Linked DNA regions of Triticum aestivum: region 2 is linked to region 1. Evidence: chromatin contacts called from public Hi-C data. All regions are on one chromosome and are shown on one strand. Each heading gives the region's core, a stretch centred on a gene start, on an enhancer-like site or on the middle of the called end of the contact. The rest is flanking DNA. Distances are from core to core; before and after follow the strand shown. Region 1 holds the start of LOC123121557 (dormancy-associated protein homolog 3). Region 2 holds the start of LOC123124812.

What was found. A called contact is a pair of places that touch in the nucleus more often than the background predicts.
Region 2: a Hi-C map of leaf shows a contact between it and region 1, with 6 times the contacts expected there. The contact joins the promoter of LOC123124812 here to the promoter of LOC123121557 in region 1. A contact is called at or near these places in 3 of 5 Hi-C or Micro-C datasets (all in leaf) and 1 of 1 datasets of contacts at active chromatin or transcription factors (leaf).

Annotation. Positions count from the first base shown.
Region 1 is chr5D:332,838,839-332,843,569 of IWGSC CS RefSeq v2.1, reverse strand. LOC123121557 (dormancy-associated protein homolog 3) reads left to right here and starts at 2,085. Exons shown (of 4, transcript XM_044541567.1): 1 at 2,085-2,235; 2 at 2,378-2,682; 3 at 2,770-2,884; 4 at 3,031-3,498. The coding sequence starts at 2,403. The coding sequence ends at 3,058.
Region 2 is chr5D:333,113,709-333,118,672 of IWGSC CS RefSeq v2.1, reverse strand. LOC123124812 reads left to right here and starts at 1,518. Exons shown (of 1, transcript XM_044545365.1): 1 at 1,518-2,162. The coding sequence starts at 1,731. The coding sequence ends at 2,087.

The sequences.
Region 1 (4,731 bases), core at 836-3,335:
TCGGTGAGCTGCTCTGCCCGGTGCGCTCCGCCACACTGGTTTTCTGCGACAACATCTCAGCTGTCTACCTCTCCAGCAACCCCGTTCATCACCAGCGCACGAAGCACGTCGAGCTCGACATCCACTTCGTCCGCGAGCGCATCGCGTTGGGCGAGTTCCGCATCCTGCATGTCCCCACGCGACAGCTGTTCGCCGACGTGATGATCAAGGGGCTGCCAGCAGACATCTTCAGAGAATTCCGCTCCAGTCTTTGCGTCTCCTCCGACGATGTCACGACTGCGGGGGGTGTCAGCAGACATAGTCAATGTGTGTGTGTGCGTGTGTTGCCAGCGCGTGTGCGCGTGCAGTTGTGTTCACGCCCAGACCGTGGTAGTGCCTGTAGTGGGCGTAGTGGCAAGAGTAGTGGCACACGATCTAGCCGTGGCTGCGGTCATGTAACTGTATACAAACCCAGCCTCTGAGCTAATGCAAGTGTGTTGAATCTCTTCTTCCTCTAACACTCCTCAACATTGCGGTTGACGCTGCGTAGTGGTCCCATATGGAAGGAAATAGAGCAAAGTAAAATCAACCTGGAGGCAATTGGCGAAGACGACGCGTAAGGACATACACATTATTTCTTTGCAAAGCTAGTGGTACAGACTAAAATAGGAAAGTTTGAGGGGGAGGGGGTGATCCGAATATCAAGTTCGGTAATGGCAAGGACCAAAAAAAATCCACTTATCTTAGCTTTGCCACGTAATTTAGAGCTGGTAATAAGCAAATGTATCATGAATTATATCTTAGCCTTATCTGTAGTAACAAGATATATATATATATATATATATATATATATATATATATATATATATATATATATATATATACACAAACGCCCCGTTTTAGTTGCAACACGGTATCAAATGATGACAATTTCTGCTCGTTTTTGCCTCAAAATTTCCATCTTCTCATATGCTGCCATGCTTCTCGGAAGAAAATGCAACGGGTTCTAAAGAAACCGCAAGCAAAAATGTTGCCAACTATTGAGTCCTTAAAAGAAGACATTTTTTTTAGGTTTTCTGAGTATGTCACATTTACTAGACTAGTCAACGTGTACGTGTAATGCATGTTAATTTGAAAGTATATTAAGTGCATGGGTCACGCTATTCGTCACCCTGGGTGAGGAATAGTTATTCTTCACCCCTCTCTATTTTGACATCACTGCACCGTATTTTTAGGTTTCGTAAATTTCTTCTTATTTCATACTAAAAAAAGAACGTAAGAAAATATATACTCGCCGTAAAAAATATTTTATGTTACGTAAAATTACGAACGTAAAAACATAGTGTAAAACATACATAAAATGTGATATTTCTGATCTTATAACTTTTTTTTTTGTTTTCTTATACCAAATTTTACATAGTGAATCAATATGAATGTAACTATTTGTATTCCGAACGTAATTTGTTTATGAAGCGACCGTAAGATTATCTCGGGTGAAGAATAACTTATTCTGCATCCTGGGTGATGAATAGTTTTACTAGTGCATGCGGATATTAAGTAGGATATTATTTGCGTGTTATTATGTGATTAGCACTATATTTAGCATGAAATTAAATGCACGCTAAACGTGTTGAGCGCTCGACATTGAAGCGGTCTAGGTCATTGGATCGACATGATTTAATGGACGAGATTAATTGAATCTGCTCTTTTGGGTCTTTTTATATTGGTGTAGATATAGATGACATCATTATCATGTCCTTGACACCTCAAGATCCATTTTGCAGATCCTCAAAGAAAAAAAAATCCATTTTGCAGGTTGAGCCGATTCAGTACTCCGACACTAGCGGGAATCCGCATCCCAAACTACTTTTATCCGATATAACAACCCTATCCGGTTTGTTTGACTCATCACCCGCAATTACCGACGAAGACCCCGAAAATAACACCACACCTCCCATTTTATCCACTCCCACTCTATCCATTTCCTAATCCCGGACGGCTAAAAACTGCGTCGGCTACGCTGGACCGCAGGAGCCGAGCCGACCGCGCAAGGCGGAGCCCGGAAACAGAAAGATGGGCGATCCCAGAGTTGCGTACGCCCCCCAAATATCTCGCCTACGTCCCCTCCCCACCACCCCTCGGCCTCATCTATAAAACTCCACCCGCTCCCTCCCTCCAACAAAGAAGGAAGGAACGAAGGAGGATCCACTGCGCCTGCGCCTGCGCCTGCGCCACACACACCCTTCGACACCAAAGGTAATAATCAGTTCCATCCCCTTGCCCCTCCCTCTCGGCCAAGAACACGCGAGGCAAGAACAGATTAACCGGAGGAAGAAGAGGAGATGATCATGATTGTATGAACGTGGCTCCTGATCTACCACGTACGTGCAACGCGCAGGTTTGATCGGATCGTCGTGCGCTCCATGGGGCTTCTTGACCAGCTGTGGGACGACACGGTGGCCGGGCCGCGGCCGGACCACGGCCTCGGCAGGCTCCGCAAGTACGCCTCCTTCTCCCCGTCCTCCTCGGCGGCCGGCACGACCGCTGCCGTGCCGTCGGCCGACGTGGCGGCGCCGGCGGTGACGCGGAGCATCACCATCCTCCGCCCGCCGGCTCTGTCCGTGACGTCGCCGCGCGGCGAGTCCGGCTCCGGCTCCGCGCCCTCGTCCCCGGCCAGCGTCCCCGACTCCCCCTTCAGCACAGGTATCTTATCACACCTTTGCCTCCTATTTTTTATCTCGTACGACGAGGCCGGCGTGATGTGGCTGACATGCTTGCTTGTGACTGCAGCAACGACACCCAGGGGAGAGAGTGGTTGGAGTAAGCTGCGCCGCAAAGGCAGGATGGCCGCCGACGGCATGGAGGCCAGCCCCGGCACCCCCAGGAGCCCCACCGTCTTCGACTGGTGCGTTGGCTTCAAAGTTCAAACCGAATATCCCCTCTTGTTTTCGAGCGCACCACATCACGAACCCAAATGCTAGATCCAACCACCATGACTCTATCTAGTACAGTAGCCATAAATCTGATGCCTCTGAACCTTGTCTCTTGCAGGGTGGTGATCAGTTCGCTCGACCGCTAACCGTGAAAAAAGAAGAAGATCCACCAAGACGGAGAAGCGCACGAGCACAAGGAGAGTAGCTGCAAACTTGACCGGAAGATGGAACCCTGTCCCAGTATATGTTACTGTATCAGTTATGTACGTACTAGTACTACTTCCGCTGTAAACATCCACTCCACGTGAGATGGTGCGAGTTTTCGTAGCAAAGGATGTGCTAGATGGATCCGAGTGGTAGCTCAAGGAAAACTTTGGTAGTAGGCAACCGGCGACGTGCAACGACCTGAGGCGAATGAGACCGATGTGAAGTGTGTGTGTGTGTGTAAATCCTACCAGTAGATGCACTAGATCAGAGGGGATGTTGAGCTCTAGCTGCTCTGTACAAGGCCCGCGGGCAGCATGTGCTAATGCATGCAGTGTAAAATATGTCTGCAATAATGCATGGCTAAGTGAGCCTCCACTCCTGTGATTATTGTCAGGCGTCCTCCCTGGTTGGTCGGGCTAGTTGAAGAAATGGCACCAATAATTTGCTCGATTCGTGTTCGAGGGTGGTGTCAGATCGATGTGAAGGTTATGTGTGCTCAGTCTTCTCTGTACGGTTAGGGTCAAAAGGATGGGCCTCTTGACGATTTGACAGATCGGAGGGTGTACTTGCTCGTGATACTGACTGCACGGGGCACCTCATTTGCCGACGAGAACTAGGATATTTATCGATCGTTGAGCGTTTTGGTGAAGGTTTTCAAGGAAAGTCATCAAGGAGCTTGACGAGTGTAATGCATGGCTAAGGCCTAGTTTAGCAGCATGGTCTTTCTAAAACAAAGTGAGTCTCTAGTTTTTTTATTTTTTGAGAGAGAAAAGGTGAATCTCTGGTGAGCCACTCCTCTGATAGATTATTGTAAGGTATCCATCCTCTTCTTGCTTAGGGCTGGTTCAGAGAAAAGGCACGGCACCAATAATTTGCTTCGAAGAATTCCTGGTGTCAGATCGACGGGAGGCTTGCCTGAATTTTCCGATGTCACCGTCCTCCTTTGCATTGCAGGGTCAAGCGGATGGAGCTGTTGATGTCTGACAGGTCATAAATTTGTGTGGTGATCGACGTTGACGACGCCATGGCACGACTATTCGTCGAGGTTGGGATATTTATCTTTCGTTGCCTATGCGAAGCAACATGTGGATGTGGTTGGATGGTAAGAGTGGATGGTAAGAGGAACAGTGGTATCCTCAGGTCATTCAAGTCCTGGTGCTCGCATTATTCTTGAATTTATTTCAGAATTTTCGGCGATGCACTTTCAGTGAGAGGAGACGTTACCGTCGACGACGAGGCGCCTACGGTGACTTCGTAAATCTCAAGATGATATGCCGGCTCGGTTTTTCGGAGGTGCTCATAGGGGTAGGGTGTGCATTTGTGCGTTCATAGTGATGAATGTATGCGCGTGTATATGAGCGCTTGTGTGTGTACTGATGTTCAAAAAAAAACCTTTCATTGCCTATAACTTGGGTGGAAATTTTGAAGGAAGGTGGCGGTGGAGCTCCACGAGATCTGAGGAGCCATATTTGGGGTCGCTCGCACGGTGGCGGGTGGTGCACCATGATCTGCGGAACCACTCATGGCAACGGTAAGACAGAGCAAATCCAACGCGCTGACTCATGTTGTCCACGCGTGAATGTTTGGGTCGTCGTGGATAGAAAAATCGGCC
Region 2 (4,964 bases), core at 269-2,768, 280 kb before region 1:
CATCGAGTTCCCCTTTCTGTGACCCGACACAGCAAAACAGGGCGCCGGAAAATATTGAGTACTGCACCCCTGCACAGACATCTCGATCAGCACAATTCTTAAGCGCTAAACAATAACTAATGACTCGGTGGCAAAACAGTACCTTTGCGTACGTGTCCAAACTTTTCATGCATGCACTGCATCTGAACATTATTCTGCTCCGGATTGTTTAAACGAACCGCACAACCGTTATCACATCCCCGTTCTCAATCTTTAAATATTCAGCTAGCCTCGTGGTAACGTACTAATAAAAATGAAACTTACTCCGTGTCACTTTGCTTAATCTCACTTTATTATACAATACTACACAAGTCACATACGTGGCCTGAACTTGTGTACGTACTGTACGTTAGCACAGATCAATCATGCTAGAGGATGTATTCTCAGATAAGGCCAGCCAGCCAGCCAGGGCATCGCTTGGAAAGCCGGTCTCGGCAACGTGCAGGCACATGACCGCTGAGTACCGACGGGCCAACGAGCCCACCCCACTCCACACGGGAAGCGCACGCAAAAGCGCGCGGCGCGCTTCCGGCTTCTCCAAGGCACCGCACGATGCATGCATGCATGCAGTGACGCGCAAAGCTCATCTTACAAATTTAGGGTACGGGAAAAGCCATCGTGCCATGTGATCTGCACTACACAGGTCGGTGGCGGTTAAATTTTTCTCCATTCATGCTTCGTTCGTGGTAGTAAATGGATCGCTGCGTTTAGCGTGTTTCCGTGTTTCGTCCGGGATGGGCGCCGGGCCTGTGGCATTAAACCTCTGCTGTTTTTATAGGGCGGGCGTGTCCCATAGCCATATGATTGCACGGCACAGGGATTGGATTCCGGCAGCTGGATGCATGTAATATATACGATGGCCTTTTGGTTAGTCTGGTATCGTATCTTCTAGGCTAGCTTGTTTGAACGCTAGCCGTGTGGTACGTCGAAGAGGAAACAGATCACCGACGCGCAGAGTGAGCTAAGCTAGTTAATTCGGGTGCTTCCAATTCCATCATGACTTTGAGGGCGGAATAATGTTGCCTCCAGTTTAGTCATGCGCCCATACTGGAGTGCCCGGTACTACATATGCACAGCTGTAGCTGCGAAGTTCTTAAAGGATTGCTGCCCTCTTTATTATAAGAATAATAAAATGCTATTTTTTTTTTTGCAAAGGTATTCCGTTTTAGCAAATTGTGCACAACTCTTTTTTTAGAGTGCGACTCTTTTTTTTCTGACCAACAACTCTTTTTTGTTAGAACAGTGCACAGCTCTTAAGAATTAAAGGAATGATTAATATAGGTTGGCCCTTGAAGATCTTTTTTTTAATCGATGAAGAACTTTCTTTGAGGACCTGAAAACTTTCAAGACGCTGAACCGGCCCAAATAAAGCCTGTTGGTTCGCTTCATTAGGCCTGGCCCAATATGCATTTCTGAAAGTTGGTGACCCATTCCGTGTAGTCTGGAGCATTGGGAGAAAATCCGTGTGGGTCACCGCCTGCGCGTGGATACAAACGTTTCTATGAAGAAATAAAAAACGCGTGGATACAAACTCCGGTGCAGCTTACGGATCAGCAAACGCGCGTTGCTGATTCGAAACTAAGAAACGGAGGAGACAACCGCACATCGCTCGACCTTATAATTCATGGCCGGTCATTCTATTTGCAGCACATCAGTCACAGCTCGCAAGAATTCCAAGTACAGTATCCAACATGTCCCGGCCATTCCCTCCATTGTTCGTCCCACTGGTCCTGCTGCTGCTAACATCGACCTCGTCGCCGGCCACCGCCGCGGCAGAGATCGCGGAGGCGCCGTCCGCCGTTGGCTGCAGCGGCAGCGCGGAGGCAGCGTCGCGGGTGGTGGCGGAGAGCTGCACGGACGACATCGTCAGGTCCTTCTTCGGCGTGCGCGGCAGCGACGCCTGCTGCCGCGCGCTGGAGACGGCCGGCGCCGGGTGCTACCGCGCGGTGTTCTCCGGCTCCCCGTTCGCCGATATCTACCCGACCATCCTCGGTAACGTCTGCGGCCTCGCCGTGGCTCCCAGCCCCGGGGAACGATCGTACTACTAGTCTCCAGTTGTAACCGAAGTTGACGAAACGAGATTTTATTTTAAGATCGTCTGAAATAAAATCGGCTACGTGGTACATAGTTCAGTTCAGTTCCTAAAAAACGGGTTAATAATATGATCAAATTCGGCGCACATGTTTATCTAAGCCATGTACGCAGCACAAAGTTCAATTCAGTTCCTTAAAAAAATTCAATCGGAGTACGTATGTAATAAGTAAGGCGTATAAAATAGACATCTCCTCCATCGCACGAGTCGCGGTCGCTGACTCACCGCAATCGTACTTTTCCTACGTGAAAATGACAGCGTTATCGTCACGGAGAAAAAGAACGGGAAGACGCAGCGCCAGCACAAAAGCGTGGCAAAGACACATCCACTTCGGATCGGCCACTGTCTAATGTCTGCTCCTTCTCTCGCCACAGCCTGCTCTTAAAGGGAAGGGCGTAGTTTCCATCGACAAAAAGGAAAGGAAAAGAAGAAGAAGAAATCCTAGCTGAGGCTGAAGGTGAAATATAGGACTATAGGAATATGATCTAAATCCTTAGTTACTGCTATGAAACTGACCGGTGGATAATGGATCGAGGAATATAAAGAGAAGGGGCGAAAAGCAGTATCCCTGAATCCTAAGCTGTCGGTACATGGTCGAATTCAGTATTTCTCTTTTCCCGAATTTTTTGGATAATGCTGACTTTGCCGGAACTTTACCTAATCCGAACGCGATTGATGTTACTTCCTCCAGTGGAGCAAGTGGTAACTCAGCGGGGAAAATCGAGTCTCCCCTTAGATTCAAAGATCTACTCGTGACAGTCTATTTTTCAATCTTTTCCTCTCTCTTTTCTGATTCCGACTGTGGAGATCAATCGATCAATCTAAAACGCTCGGCTCCGGTTTGCCCTTCCTTTCCACTCATGTCTACTCTAGGCCATGAGCAATTGAGCATTTATCGGAGTAGGTTCCATTACCAAAACATTTTCAAACGGATTTTTTGCTTCTTTTGTTTTGGTTTGGCACGCTCGACAGAAAATAAAAGACCATCGTGAATTCTCCATTTACTACTGCAAAGGTTTCCGAACCAGGATTGACATGGCCATAGAGCTAGAGCACCACGCATGGCGATAAGCAACGGCGATCGGGAGTTTGAACCATCCTGTAACAAAAAACCATTTCCCGCACACACTCCAATAGCATAGGCCGCTCATCGAAGAAGTTAGGCCTACTTTGGTGATAGGAAAGTCATAAAAATAGAAAAATCATAGAAAATGAAATGACATGTATCTGAAATCCTATGAATAGAAATAGAAAAGAAAATGCCATCTGATTCATATCATAAAAAATCATTGAGTTTAGGCTAATATTTATTTTCTTATAAAATGTGAAGGATAGAAAAAATTTCTCCATAGAAATAAGATTCTATTCCTACAAACCAAAGGGCTCTAAAAGAATTTTTCATATGCAAATCCTATCTTTTGGGTTCCTACAAATCAAAGGAGACTTTAGTGGTTTACAATAGCCTTTTCAGGAGTTCAGAATCCGATGGGTGTGTGCTCTGCTAATAGAGCAGAACATATCTTACCTAAGGCATCTCCAACACCGACCCACAAACTTACCGCATGCGATTCGAATTGTTCGAACCGCAGAAGCTATCCAATGCGGTCTATATCGGTCCGCGGCATGACCCGGACGTACTTTCTCCCGCAAACTGCAGACAAACGTGGGGGCTTTGCGGGAGTCCGGACTGCTCCCATGCCCTCTTATAACCGCCTTGGCCCACCTAAACCCCTCCTCCCTCGCCGGCGCGCGTTCTTGCCCAGTGCCAGCTGCTCGCATTCATGCCGTTGTAGCTTGCGCCGCTCCACATTGAAGACGGCTCAGGGCGGACGCGACCTTTCAATGCCTCCGTTATTGAAGCGGCGCGCGACGCGTCTTCGGTGTCTGCACATGTTCAATGCCGGAGATGAGTGACTGGACATGACGAATATGTACCATGCCTGTTGAATGCCCCGTACGTCCATCCGTACGCCGCATTAAGCAGGCTCGCCGCCTGAGAAATCCACTCCGACACTGCATGTTGACGCACCCAGACGCCTGGCCTCACCAGAATCTGCTATTTAAAGGCGGCCACACCCGGCTAACTCCACTCCACAACACAAGACGCTCCGCATCCTCCTCGCTTGCATGGCATCCGCTGTGACTGCAGGCGGCGAAGCTCTATGGAAGAGCCTTTCCATTTAGATGAAGCATGCGGTGACCGCCCTTGCCGCCGCCTGGCAGATCCGCCGTGCCAGGCGCATCGAGGCGGGCTTGTCGGCCAGCTCGCCCGAGGTCTCTGACGACAAGGCCGACACCATGATGAAGACGGACTCCGACGACACCGCCTCGGCTCCCATGCCTCTTGTGCACGCCGACTTCACCATGAAGTAGGCGCAGGCGGACTACAACGCCGCCATGGCCGAGGTGCAGCCTGCGCAGGTGCCTTTGTCGGTGCTCCAGCAGGCGCAGGAGGAACATCGGTACAACATGTTCCTCCTGGAGCAACACCGGCTGGCAGAGGGCCAAATCTACGGCGAACACGCGAACGAGGAGGCCGTGGCGGCCATGGCCGCAGCGTGCTCCAACTTCGTCGTGGAGTAGCGTGACATCTATGATGTCGTCCGCGCTCAAGTTGGCGCTCGCCAGGAAGCGGCCACTACAGGAAAAAGGTAATTTGCCATCTGTGGATTACAGACGGCAAAGACCTAAATCTAGATGGCAAAGAGTTTGCCGTCAGGAAGCAGACGGCAAAGTCAGACGGCAAAGATAAGTCGGCAAAGAAAACTTTGCCGTCAGCTTTTTGTCGGACAGACGGCAAAGACTTTGCCGTCAGCCAATCTGTGAATTTGTC